2 separate regions of the Sus scrofa genome follow, and region 1 is linked to region 2. Evidence: chromatin contacts called from public HiChIP or PLAC-seq data. All regions are on one chromosome and are shown on one strand. Each heading gives the region's core, a stretch centred on a gene start, on an enhancer-like site or on the middle of the called end of the contact. The rest is flanking DNA. Distances are from core to core; before and after follow the strand shown.

Region 1 (6,626 bases), core at 4,029-6,528, 240 kb after region 2:
GGATCCAAGCCCTCTCAGTGCCCTCCACCACAGCTCACCACAATGCCAGATCCTTAACCCAAGGATCGAGGCCAGGGATTGAACCTGCATCCTCCTGGATAATAGTTGGGTTCATTTCCACTAAGCTATGACGGGAACTCCCTAATACATTTTTCTTTCTTTCTTTCTTTTCTTTTTTTTTTTTTTTTTTTTTTTTGTATTTTTGCTTTTTCTAGGGCCGCTCCCGCGGCATATGGAGGTTCCCAGGCTAGGGGTTGAATCAGAGCTGTAGTCACCGGCCCGCACCAGAGCCACAACAATGCGGGATCCCGAGTCGAGTCCGCAACCTACACCCCAGCTCACGGCAACGCCGGATCCTTAACCCACTGAGCAAGGCCAGGGATCGAACCTGAAACCTCGTGGTTCCTAGTCGGATTCGTTAACCACTGCGCCATGCCGGGAACTCCTCCTAATACATTTCTTTAGGCAAAGGATTTTTCAAAGTTTCTGGTCACTGGAGTACAGTCTGAAATTCTTGTCTATGGTGTTAGATATCCAAAGATACTTTTTAGGTTATCAGGTGAATATTTAACATTTATCAATATTGATATAATTGCAAAATAATCAGGTCTGGAAATTTATGGATCGTGAAAGGAAGACTTTTCTGATGAATTTGTGGTTTCAAAGAATCCAGTTTCAGAAGCTGATCTCATCTTTATGAGAAGAAAGAAGGGAATAATGGGAGACAATGAGTTTCTAACTTTTTGAATGTGTTGGCTTGAGGAGAACTCCCTGCCTCGAAGTGCTTGCCTTCCTCTGGTGGGCTGGCCAGGGAGTGGTGGCAGATTTTTTGGGAAGCAGGGTTATTTCCCTGGGACCACTTGGTTCCTGATGTGATCCCACCTGGAAGAAGAGAGATGGAGTCAAAAAGGTTCTCGCAGTTCCCGTCGTGGCACAGCAGAAATGAACCTGACTAGGAACCATGAGGATGCGGGTTCAATCCCTGGCCTCGCTCAGTGGGTTGGGGATCTGGCGTTGCCGTGAGCTGTGGTGTAGGTTGCAGACGCGGCTCAGATCTGGCGTTGCTGAGGCTCTGGTGGAGGCTGGCAGCTACAGCTCTGATTGGACCCCCAGCCTGGGAACTTCCACATGTCCTGGGTGTGGCCCTGAAAAGACAAAAAAAAAAAAAAAAAAAGGAAGAAAGAAAGAAAAAGCAACAGGCAATAAATCTATGCGGTTCTGACCTCCAGACTATACTGTGTACCTTCCCAAAGTCACCTGAGGCCCCACGCTCCATCCTCCATACCCAATGCAGTGTTTGGGACATACTTAAAAAAAAAAAGATTCCTTATTTATCTAAAATTCAAAATTAATCCAGCATCTGGTATTATCATCTGCTAAACTGGCAACTTTAAGATTCCTTCAAGACCCAGGTTTCGGGCTCCCCCACCCCCACTGCCTGTCATGCCCAAGGACCCGGGACTCTCGCTGCCACCCCCACCACCCATCACACCTAATCCAGGCTCTGTCATGGGCTTATGTCACTGAGGCATGTTCGCTCGTATCTGTTTCATTCTCTAGCAAGGGAGCCCCACGGAGGCATGATCCAAACACTTGCTCTCTTGCCTCTCAATGAAGGACAATTAAAATATCCAGTAAGCAGCAGGCAAACACATTGCTCAGCTGTGAGTCCGAGCTCCCTCTTAGCAGGCTGAGACTTTCGAGTCTCTCGGGGATAAGTTGAGACCCGTGTGGAACCTGAGATGGTGGATTAAGTGTGTTGCAGGACTAGAGAACCTTTTTTTTTTTTGCCATGTCTTGGGCCGCTCCCGCGGCATATGGAGGTTCCCAGGCTAGGGGTCTAATCAGAGCTGTAGCCGCCAGCCTACACCAAAGCCACAGCCACACGGGATCCGAACCACGTCTGTGACCTACACCACAGCTCATGGCAACACTGGATCCTTAACCCACTGAGCAAGGCCAGGGATCGAACCCGCAACCTCATGGTTCCTAGTCGGATTCGTTAACCACTGAGCCACGACGGGAACTGCTGTGAGTTTTCTTTTTAAGCCATTAAGTTCGTGGTAACTTGTTAGGACAGCCATAGGCAACTAGGTTAGTGGCTATTTGCAATACCTGAGGCCACAGGTGCTGAAAGCCTGGTGTGGGAACAGGAGGAGAGAGCACGTAAATATATATATTCGAGGTAAATTGTGAAGAAGATGGACTCAGAGACAGATGGACACATAGGGTCAGAGCTCAGGTCTTCCTCCTGCCCCAGTGCCCTGGGGCCTGGTCCTCGTCTCTCCTCTCCCAGGAAGACTCCCACCCATATCTCCATCCTGTCCTGGGGCTGAGGGACGATCCGCTTCTGTCACCAGGGCCATAGGTGGGAATTCTAAAGGACGTTTCCTAGACACATGCCTTGGGGAGTTCCCATCGTGCTGCAGCGGAAACAAATCTGACGCGGAACCATGAGGTTGCAGGGTCGATCCCTGGCCTTGCTCAGTGGGTTAAGGGTCCGGCGTTGCCGTGAGCTGTGGTGTAGGTCGCAGACCCGGCTCGGATCCTGTGTTGCTGTGGCTCTGGCGTAGGCCGGTGGCTACAGCTCCGATTCGACCCCTAGCCTGGGAACCTCCATATGCCGCAGGTGCAGCCCTAAAAAAAAAAAAAAAAAAAAAAAAAAAAAAGACCAGGGGTCATAGCTACACGCCTTGAAGTTACCCAGGATGCTTGGAGGCTGCAGGCACATAACTTCAGATATTTCAGAAGTTAACTAGACTTTTTGTCATGGGCTAGGAATCCATTCACTTGGTGGGGGACAAAACTGAATTCTAAACCCCTGGTTTATCCATCCTGATGCTGGCCACTGTGCGTGCTTTGCTGGCTCCAGAGTTTTCAGATTTATTTATTTGTGCATGTCCTATATCATTTTATAATTTTAGTTTGCTCATGGAAATATGTTGGGTGTCTGACGCCTCGTGATTCACCCTCGCATGGTCTCCGTGTGCCCACTGGTGTGCTCTGTAAGCGCTTGGGAAGAAGGTTCCCTAATTACACGTTGCAGGCTGCCCCGTCATCATCCATCAAGGTTTTCTTTATCATCTATCTGAAGTCATTCTGTGCAGCTATCACCCCACAAATCCCCTGGCTCCTGCAAATAGCACCCTTGCATCAGCCATAAATTAGGCATAATTTTATCCACATCAGCTTGATAAAGTTGATGAGGGCTGGTTTTGCTTCCTCTTCCTGCCTCATGAATCATTTATAGATTTTTTTTTTCTGCCAGGCTAACCTCCCCCGGCTCACGTGCGGAGGTTACCAGACCGCGCTCACCAGCCCCCCGCCCCGAGCCATCTGTTTAGGTGACACGTTGGCACCGCCGCAAGTGCCAGCCCTTGGATTTTGTGGCATGATGGCAACGTTTGATCATGACCGCTCCTCTGTAGCTTTCTTCAAAGAGTAAATGCTCCTTTGGTGGCAGGGGGTGGGGCTAATGTGCGTTTCAAAGGCAGATTTCACCCAGGGTCAAGGTTTAGCTGACAATATATCAAGAAATGGGATCTTTCCCCTGGGCTTCTCAGAGCGACAATGCTAAAAGTAATACAGGGCTAAAAAAATACGTTTCTTGCTTTTATTTTTAACATTTTATTTGTTTTTTTTTTGGCCACCCTGCAGCGTACAGCAGTTCCCCAGGCCAGGGATCGAACCTGTGCCACAGCAGGGACAGCATCAGATCCTTAACCTGCTGGGCCACCAGGGAGCTCCTAGATTTCTCGTTTTCCATCTTTTAGCCACATTGAGATATGTTTTAAGCTTTTTTCTTTACATGGTTGGTGTGTAACCCTTCTCAAAAGCAGGAAGCTGATCTCCATAAGCTTTGCCTCCTTGCGTCTTAGAGTTTGGCATATTCATAGTGAAAAGGGGTGATTATATAATTATATATTCATACGATCCAAAGCTGGACGAACATTTTCTCTTCCTCCCTCTCCTCCTCCAAATGTAAAAATCACTCTTAGCTGGAGGTCGGTTCAAAAATAAGCCGTGGCCTGAGCGTGGCCTGCCAGCCATCGTTTGCAGACTCGTGCTATAATGTATGGTTAATTAAGCACGTGCAGACAGAGACAAAGCCAATGACCATGGCTTTGTTTCTCTAATTTCCTTCTGCTTTCCGGCGGCCTGCGTCGCACAGACCCGTGCTCTTTCTGTGGCTGGGATCAGTTCATCTGGCATTCTGCTCTTTTAAAACTCAATGTCCACTCCTGTGGGCTGACAGCTCACATTTTTTGGGTCACTGACATGTGCAGGTCCTTGGAAGTGGAGACTCCCCGCCATATAATTGGACTTCCTTTTATCCCCAGATACCTGCTGTGTTTGCCCTAGGTAAATATTTCCCCAGATGTGAATAGGTAATTAAAATTCTGAACCTTTCATGGCCCTGGATCCTTATCTGTTTCAACAGTACTCACCTAGATGGATGGCTCAGCGGAGGCAAAGGTATGTGAGTTAAGGAAGACCTGGATGCAGTGAGGGGGTGGGGAAGGTGGGGGAGGCAGGGGGCCCCCCACTCGGGGCCCCACCCTCTGCCAAGAATCTCCTCTGGAATTGTCAGTCCCCCTAACCTGCTCTGGGAATTTTTACAATCAAAGGCCCTCCTATGTGGCAGACAATAAAGGGGTGTGATGGCTTTACTGTGTGTGTGTGTGTTTTGGGGGTGGGGGGACATTTCTCATCAGTGTCACTTTAGCCATTGGCTCCGGAAATTCCTGCCTCTGAGATCCTACTCTCTGCAGATCAGGGGGTGGGGTCTGGGCTCTGGAATCTGGGTGGTGTGAGGACTAAAGGAGAAATTGCAAAAATGCCTGCCAGCGAGTAAGCAATCAATAAAGGTTAGGTTATGGTTTCTGCTTTCAGACTTTAAAGATGGGCCGGATGGAGGTCAAAGGTCAGCTCACCAGCACCCCTTGGTCCTCTCTACCTTCCGGCCCTTCTCAGGTTCTAGCTTCTGCTGGACTCGCCCCTGGAGCTGTCTGGGAGTGGAATTTTTACTAATTCTCAAAGTGCTGACACATCACTGGCAGGGTTCAGCTGGCAGCAGCTTTGTTTGTGTGACTGCCTCTGTGTTTCCTCAGAGTTCGATGAAAAAAATAACCCTCAAAAATCAAATTAAAGCAATCGTAGATGATAAAAGATCCCTAGGAAGGAACTGTGTTTCATCATCTGTCCGGCAAAGTGAGCCGCAGGCTTTGGAAGCCCCGAGCCGGGCCAGCGCGTCGGCTCCCGGGAACCTTGGTCGACACTGCCCCCTCGTGGCCGCAGCGGCACCTGCCGCTGAGGGCGGGGAAGGCGCGTCCCCGCCGGACCACGTTGCTTCTTGGAAAAACCCGGGCGGAAGAGGTTTTTCTCTCTCTCTTCAGCCGCGTTTTCCGGTACCCTCTGCCACCGAGGCCCTTTCCATTCCCGCTTCCCCCGTGCGCGTCCTCCACTTTCTTTCAGTTGCTGGGGATGGTGTGGTCCGATCAGGCACGGATTGCTGTGGGACAGTTTGTTTGTTTGTTTGTTTGTTTGTTGTTGAGGGGTATTTATACCCACATGGGATTGCATCTTTAGGACGAGCTCTAGTCTGCACATTTTGTTCTGGGGCGAATTTCGACACCAATCATCAATACTTTTTGAGCAGCTGATGCTGTGTAGCCTGTGCAAAGGCCCTGAGGTAGGAAAGGGGCTTGGCTTTTTAAAAAAAGAATTGAAGACTGGACCATTGGGGAGAGGGGAGGGGGTCCTGGACTGAGCTGAGGGAGTGAGCAACGGGAAGGAGGAGGGCGGGAGATGAGAGCCAGAGATGGAGTTTCCCAGAAGAGTGTCAGGAAGCTGTGAAGGGTTTTACTTGGTTCAGGAGCAGGAGTGGTGGTGAAAGGGGATTTTTTTTGTTTTTTTTTTTTTAACACCCGCACCTGCCGCATGTGAAAGTTCCTGGGCCAGGGGTTGAATTGGAGCTGCAGCTGTGGCCTGTGCTGCAGCCGGAGCAACACAGGATCCAGGCTGCCTCTGTAACATACACCACAGCTTGCTGCAACACTGGGTCCTTAACCCCCTGAGCGAGACCAGGGATCGAACCTGCATCCTCATGGAGACAATGTCAGGTCCTTAACCCGCTGAGCCACAACGGGAACTCCAGGGGGATTTTCATTAGTTACAAAATTACTTTGGCCTTAGTGTGGAGAGTGGACTGCAGGGGTGCTAGAGCGTGAGACGGGAGCCAGGTAGGAGGTCCTCTGGGTGTGCAGGTGAGGCGTGAGTGGTGTGGCCCAGGGCAGCCTGGTGGACCTGGAGGCAGTTCCTGGGGGTGCTTGGGAGGTGGCCTTGCTTGGCTGGAAGTGAGAGTGCTGGAGAGGAAAGGGCCGGGTGCACCCCTTGGGCCAGAGCAGTGGGAGGCTAGAGACAGAATTTGCAGAGACTGGAAAAAGACGAGGCAGGGGGAATCAGACTTCTCTTGGACAAGGGGCGTTTGAGATGTTGATGGATGGTCAGATGCGAAGGGATGAGGTCTGGGCTCTTTTGGTGGCAGGTGATAGAAACCGAGAGGTGAGCTTCTTTAGAAGTTTCTGAATTTTCTCCCAAAGTCCAAGGGCAGGGCTCTGTGGGGC
Region 2 (6,112 bases), core at 1,313-3,812:
GGCCCAGGAACTCTATATGCCACACACACACACAAAAGACTGCATTTATTGAGCACTTGTGGCTTTTTACCATGTCTGAACTAATGTGGAAATTTTCACTTAACTCCTCTGGCATTTGCCCAACACTGATACTGTAGGAAAAGCAAAAGTTTCTTTTAGTGCCGTTTATGCTGTCTGCTATTTAAGCGTGTATAGAACAATCCATTTGTCAGGTATTTGTTTATTAATTTATTTTGCTTTTTAGGGCTGCACCTGCGGCATATGGAGGTTCCCAGGCTAGGGGTCAAATTGGAGCTACAGCTGCCAGCCTACACCACAGCCACAGCAGCACAGTATCCAAGCTGCATCTATGACTTACACCACACACAGCTCATGGCAACGCCAGATTTTTAACCCACTGAGCGAGGCCAGGGATCAAACCCGCAACCTCATGGTTCCTAGTCGGATTCATTTCTGCTGTGCCACAACGGGAACTTCAATCATCAGGTATTTGAATGTCTGCTATATGCCAGACACTGACGGGATGCAGAGATTAAAGCAGACTTGGAGTTCCCGTTGTGTCTTAGCAAGTTAAGAACCTGACAGTGTCTGTGAGAATGCAGGTTTCATCCCTGACCTTGCTCAGTGGGTTAAAGATCCAGAATTGCCGCAAGCTGTGGTATAGGTCATATCACAGATGCAGCTCAGATCCGGCATGGCTGTGGCACAGGCCTGCAGCTGCAGTTCCAATTCAACCCCTGGCCCAGGAACTTCCATCCATGTGCTACAGGTGTGGCCATAAAAAGAAAAAACTAAACAAAAACAGACTTGCTTTGGAGTTCCCGTCGTGGCTTAGCATTAATGAACCTGACTAGCATCCATGAGGATGAAGGTTCAATCCCTGGCCTCGTTCAGTGGGTTAAGGATCTGATGTTGCCATGAACTGTGGCGTAGGTTGCAGATGAGGCTTGGATCCTGCCTTGCTGTGACGGCTACAGCTCCGATTGGACCCCTAGCCTGGGAACCTCCATGTGCGGTGGGTGTGGCCCTAAAAAGACCAAAAAAAAAAAAAAAAACCACCAAAAACCAGACTTGCTTTTGTTTCATCAGCACCAAGAAAGAACTAAGCAGACTCCTGAACAAAAGGAGGCCAAGTCCCTACTTCAGGAGGGCAGCCAGGTTACTTTCCCTGTTTCCTTCTCTCAGGGATGAGGGGATTAATTAAATATCCCCAGAACCCTTCTTTACAGAACAGATACTGACTCACAGACTGAAAAACTTATGGTTTCCAAAGGAGACAGTTTGGGGGGGGGGGAGATGCGCTGGGGTTGTGGGATGGAAATCCTGTAAAATTGGATTGTGATGATCATTGTACAACTATAAATGTAATAAATTCATTAATAAAAAATATATATATCCCCATAACCTAGGAGGGCTCAAGAATGCATCAACACCTGGACAGGTGCTATTCCTGAAGGTGCCCCAAGTTCACTGGGCACCCCTGGGGCCTGCGGAGACATCTTAGGAAACTAAGTTCAGTTCCTTAGGTTTCCTGTCTGTTCCCCTCCCCCTGCTGTCTTCCTGCGTGAACGCGTGGGGAAGCTGGGGTGACCTGCTATCTCTCATACAGGTCACCCCCTCTCACCGCAAGGCAGCCCCCTTCTCCCAAGTGTGTCCCGGGACAAAGCACGAACTGACCTAGGCTTCCCCTCCCTCCCCCAAGGATGCACCCCTGAATTGAGGGGTGGGGGAGGAATCTGACCATCCGCGAGGAGCAGACATTCTGAGACTCGCACGGTCTCTGCCTTGGCCCCGGTCCCACTTCCATATCTGTCTTTCCCTTGGAAGGAAGAGGCTTCTAGAAAGGCATTTTGGCTCTTACAAAACCTCCGCTAAGTTTGCGTCCAAAATTTGAGTCCCGCAGACACTCGTGAGACGCTGAACCTCCGACCCGGCAGCTCGCTGGGCCGCTCCGAGGGGTGGCGGGCACACGCGGGCGGGGACATTGCTCCTGGCGGGTGGGCCTGAATAATGGGAAGTGGGGAACAGCACGCCCCAGTTCCACCAGGAAGCCCAGACTGAACAATTTGGGGCTTAACCAACCCCTAGGGAGGCGACCGAGAAGCAGCGCGCTGAAATACACGGCGCCGGGCGTTGTCCTCACACGTTTCCGCTCCAACGGGACCGTCTGTTAGGCAGACTGTGGAAACCTATGCCTACTGCCAGCGTGCTTGCTGGGGTCCCCTTGTCCCTTAATCCTTGGCTTATAGCCGCCGCACGCCTTCACCTGAATCGAGTGGACGTCGGCCTCCAGCCTCCAGAGTGGGCAGGAGTGGGAATCCAGTTGGCGACAGCAGGGGCAGCCATTTTGAGGTAGATGAACACGGAAGGGACCATATTGAGCACGCTGAGCGCCTAGGACCGCCATTTTAAGTATGGGCCCAGAGAAGCCGTGTACGGTGAAACGCTGTGACGTGCGGCCGCCATATTGGCGCAGGTTCCCCTGGCAGCGGCCATCTTGGAAGGAGACTTGCTCTGGGCGCGGCCATGTTAGAAATAAAACCGGCCCCTTCGCTGGGACTGAAACCAAGCTCCTCCCCTTTCACTGGGTTCCTTCTGTCTACGACTCCCCTCCGGCTCCCTCCCTAAATCTACCCCGTTTGGTCTGTTTTCATTTTCATTTTCTTCATTGCCTGTGTGTGTGTGTGTGTGTGTGTGTGTTTGCGCGCGCTCTCCATCGCCTGAGTGTCTGTTGTAACTTAATTCTTCCACTTAAGACACGTGCCGTGCCCGCCATCCGTTTCCCCCTCCCCTTAACGTCGCAGGATCTCTGATCCTAGACAATGTCTAACCTGCTTTGACTGACCCTGGTTATGACACGCCTTTCTAACCACCAAAACTATTGACTGATGATCTTCTCCCCCAAGAACGCTAACACAGAAGCTGCCCTCTGAGACTCTGGATGACTTTATTCTTCAAAAGGCTTTACCTTCCAGCAGCTCCAGGTGAGACTGACAGCAGGCACCCACTCCATCCCTCTCTCCATTGTCTGAGCAGGTCACAGAGGGAAGCAGGCGGGACCCCGGCAGAGTCTGACAGCCCTTCTGTGGGAGGAGCTAAAGGTGCCCCGAGTCACGGGGAGCTTTGGGTCGGCCAGAGTGGGCGAAGAAATGGGGTCAGCAAATAGGTGAGAGAAGGTCTTGTGCTTCAGATAACTTCACAGGGTTGGGCAAGGGCTAGAGATGAGATGCGGGGACCCTCAGGGGCTCAGGACAATTCCTGACCTAAGTAAGAAAAGGCCAGGGAGTGGGAGAGGTGAAGAGTTGTGAGGAGGGGACAGGGCAGCTCAGAGGAGGGCACAGAAGAATTTCTTCTCCCTGAAAGGGTTCTCCGAAGTGGGCACAGGGGTGATGAGGGGATCCTCACAGGCGTGGGCATCACAGTAAGTCATCAAGTCTGCTGCTGCCTTGGACACCTGGGGCACAGCCAGGAGGACAATTGTTAGCCAGAAACCCTGGACTGCAGTCTCCCTCTCCAAATAGGTTTTCTTTTGCCATCGCTAGGGCTCCTTAGGACAGTTTTCTCTTCCCGCGTCACCCACGGAGGCTTGGGGTCAGCTCTCCTTACCGATCCCAGGACTCCTCCTCTGATCTCAAGAAAAGAAAGCATCTCTCATCCTGAGGTTTGGCAGTCTACAGTACAGCCCTGCCAACTGGGATCTAGGGCCCCACCCACCTTTATCCTGCACAAACTAGCTTCAATCTTAAGCTGTTCCACCATCTTGCGGGCTTGCCCAATGCTCATAGTGCTGTTCACAGGGGTCTCCCCTTTCATCCTGGAAAAGAGAGACAGCTCAGAGCATGATAGGGGGCCCTGCACAGTCTCAGCTGAAGGCCCCCCGCTCATCAGCCTTTACGAGGCTGGGTCATATGCTCCCGTATTTTACTTCCCTCTTATCCCCAACCTCCAGTGGTCTTTCCCACCCCTGTCTTCCAAAGCTGAGGAAATGGAGAGGTGGGACGAGAAGCTCCCCAAACTCCTACATGGCCTGGGCCTCAGATCATTAAACGTACTAATGATTCAAGGCTTACAGCTCTCAAGCTCTGTGTGTTGCCAGCTTGGAAAACCCCAGCTAGAAACAGGAGCCCCGCCCTGATGAGGAGAGCACATAACCCCCACCCGCCCCCGTGAGCCCCAAAGGGAGAAAAGCAGGATGTTCCCTACTCACCTGAGGCCACAGGCAGTGTCAGTCCTGGGGAGTGGGATCTGGGGTGCACCAAAACCTTCTGCCTGAGATGGGTGCCCCACCTTGCAGGGAGTTGCAGCTGAGAGTATCTGACGCAGCAGCCAAAGCAACTAATACAGAGAAGGCCACGGGGGAGGGGAGGGTCAGAGGCTGGTGGAGGACTGACTGGTCCCCGTTTCTCCAGCTCAAGCACTGCCCAAATACCTGAAGGATGAAGGATGCTAGAAGGAGCTGCTCAGATCCTGGCGCATACCAATCGTCTGGCCAGTGGGGGAGCCTAGCTGCTCTGCCTGCAGCCCCTGTGCACACCCCCATCGTTACTGTCTCACAACCTGCCCTTCCCCCATTGCAGGCATCCTGAGTCTGGGCTAGAGCCCTCCCCAAAGGAGCTGAAAGTAACTGAGTCCCAGGCAGACTCCCCCCCTCAAATGGGGTGGTCTGGACCTGTGACAGCCCCTGCATTGGAGTCAGTACTGGCTGCCGGGAGACCCTGCTCATTTGAAAATCTGACATCAGCTGGGCAGTCACCCCCCCCACTCCACCCCTCCTCCCTCTACTCTGACACAGCATTTAGCACCTGACTCTTCGTTTCTCTCCCAGGGACCCTCCATTCCCAATTTCCAGGAAAATGTGATGAGCTACAGGTATCAACTTCTAGATCACCACTTAATGACCTAGCTACAAGTGACTGGCGTGGAAAATCTAGGGGCAGCGAGGTCCATCAGGAAGATGTCTAAAGAAATGGCAGACCAAAAAGAAGGAGAAGCTAAGGAAAAAGAGGTGTGCAGAGACCAGATCAAAGAATCGGACAAAGAAGAGGTAGGGGAGAGTTCAGTGGGTGTTTCTGGAAATAGATGGGCTTCCTGGGGGTGGGTGTGTATTGGTCGGGAGATTGCGTTGTGCTTAGTGCTGTGAGGAATGCAAAGATGTACACAACACTGACCCTACCCTCGAAGGATCTTTTTTGGGGTGAATGGACATATATAGAATAGAGGGTGCCACTCGCCAAGACTAGTCTAGATAATGCGCTGCGGGAACTCTGTGGGAAAGTCTGGTTAGGGTCAGAGGAGGTCGATTACGCATCAAAAAAACTGGAGACCAAACACGGACCTGAAATGCTACCACTCTTGTAAAACAGGGGACAGCCAGCCCGCCAGCGCAACGCGCAAGATGCGCAGGTCACCACAGATCACAACGTTCTCGGGGCGCATGCTCTCTGCTTCGAATGCCTACAGGTCCAAGGAGGTGGATGCCCACCTCTCCCCCTTTTCGGGGTTTAAATAGTGGGTAGTGAACGTTTGGGCGGAGGGCCGTGATTGCGGCCTCGAGAGGCGGGCCGAGAGGGATGCTGCTGACTCATAGCTTGTCTGGGGCAAATTTTGGGGCTTGGAAGGAGGCGCCTGTCCCCTTTGGTGCTGGTAACGGGTGGGTAACGGACCACTGGGAGTGACAGTGCCGAGCTCGAGGAGGTGGGAACCAGGCGGCCCGGAAGGCCCCACCCCTTGCTCTGGGCCCCGCCCCTTGACGAGGCCCCGCCCCCCAGTGCTACAAAGGCAGCCGGCGGAAGGGGGCGGGGCTTCCCCGAGAGGCGGAAGTGCCTTCTCGCGGTTTCCCTGGCAGCGCGCTGCTGGTGAGTCTGCGGAGCTGCGGCGGCCGGCGGGCTGCTTTCTGTGGTGGTGTGGTTGGATGGGGGCACCGGGCCCCGCGCCCACTGCCAAACCGGAGGGGCCTGGCAGGGAGCGGCCGTTGGCTGCTGGATGTCCTGCCCGGTGTGGGGCGTGGCGCGGTCTGAGAGCGAGCGTAGTTGCAGGCGGAGAAGAGAAACTCGGGAGGCCACTGTGGCTGCGCTGAGGCTGCTCGCTCTGAGTCCCGCTGTGCGACCTTAGG

The links. HiChIP or PLAC-seq counts read pairs in DNA pulled down with a chosen protein or histone mark.
Region 1: an H3K27ac HiChIP or PLAC-seq map of alveolar macrophages shows a contact between it and region 2. The contact joins the enhancer-like site here to the promoter of BSCL2 in region 2. A contact is called at or near these places in 1 of 5 promoter capture datasets (fetal liver), 12 of 47 Hi-C or Micro-C datasets (alveolar macrophages, blood, embryonic fibroblasts and 8 more) and 2 of 2 datasets of contacts at active chromatin or transcription factors (alveolar macrophages and skeletal muscle).

What each region holds. Positions count from the first base shown.
Region 1 is chr2:9,287,918-9,294,543 of Sscrofa11.1, forward strand. No RefSeq gene overlaps it. Among named protein-coding and RNA genes, the nearest start is that of SCGB1A1, 11 kb to the right of the region's middle. Within about 2 kb of position 5,279, at least 37 of the 83 cell types and tissues checked have an H3K27ac peak or open chromatin away from gene starts, as enhancers often do. A contact at or near this core is called in alveolar macrophages, embryonic fibroblasts, fetal liver and 6 more, where this site is marked.
Region 2 is chr2:9,050,169-9,056,280 of Sscrofa11.1, forward strand. BSCL2 (BSCL2, seipin lipid droplet biogenesis associated) reads left to right here and starts at 2,563. Exons shown (of 14, transcript NM_001348785.1): 1 at 2,563-2,642; 2 at 2,907-2,984; 3 at 4,826-5,044. The coding sequence starts at 4,955. GNG3 (guanine nucleotide-binding protein G(I)/G(S)/G(O) subunit gamma-3) reads right to left here and starts at 4,902. Exons shown (of 3, transcript XM_013994205.2): 1 at 4,208-4,902; 2 at 3,715-3,814; 3 at 2,931-3,454. The coding sequence starts at 3,813. The coding sequence ends at 3,326.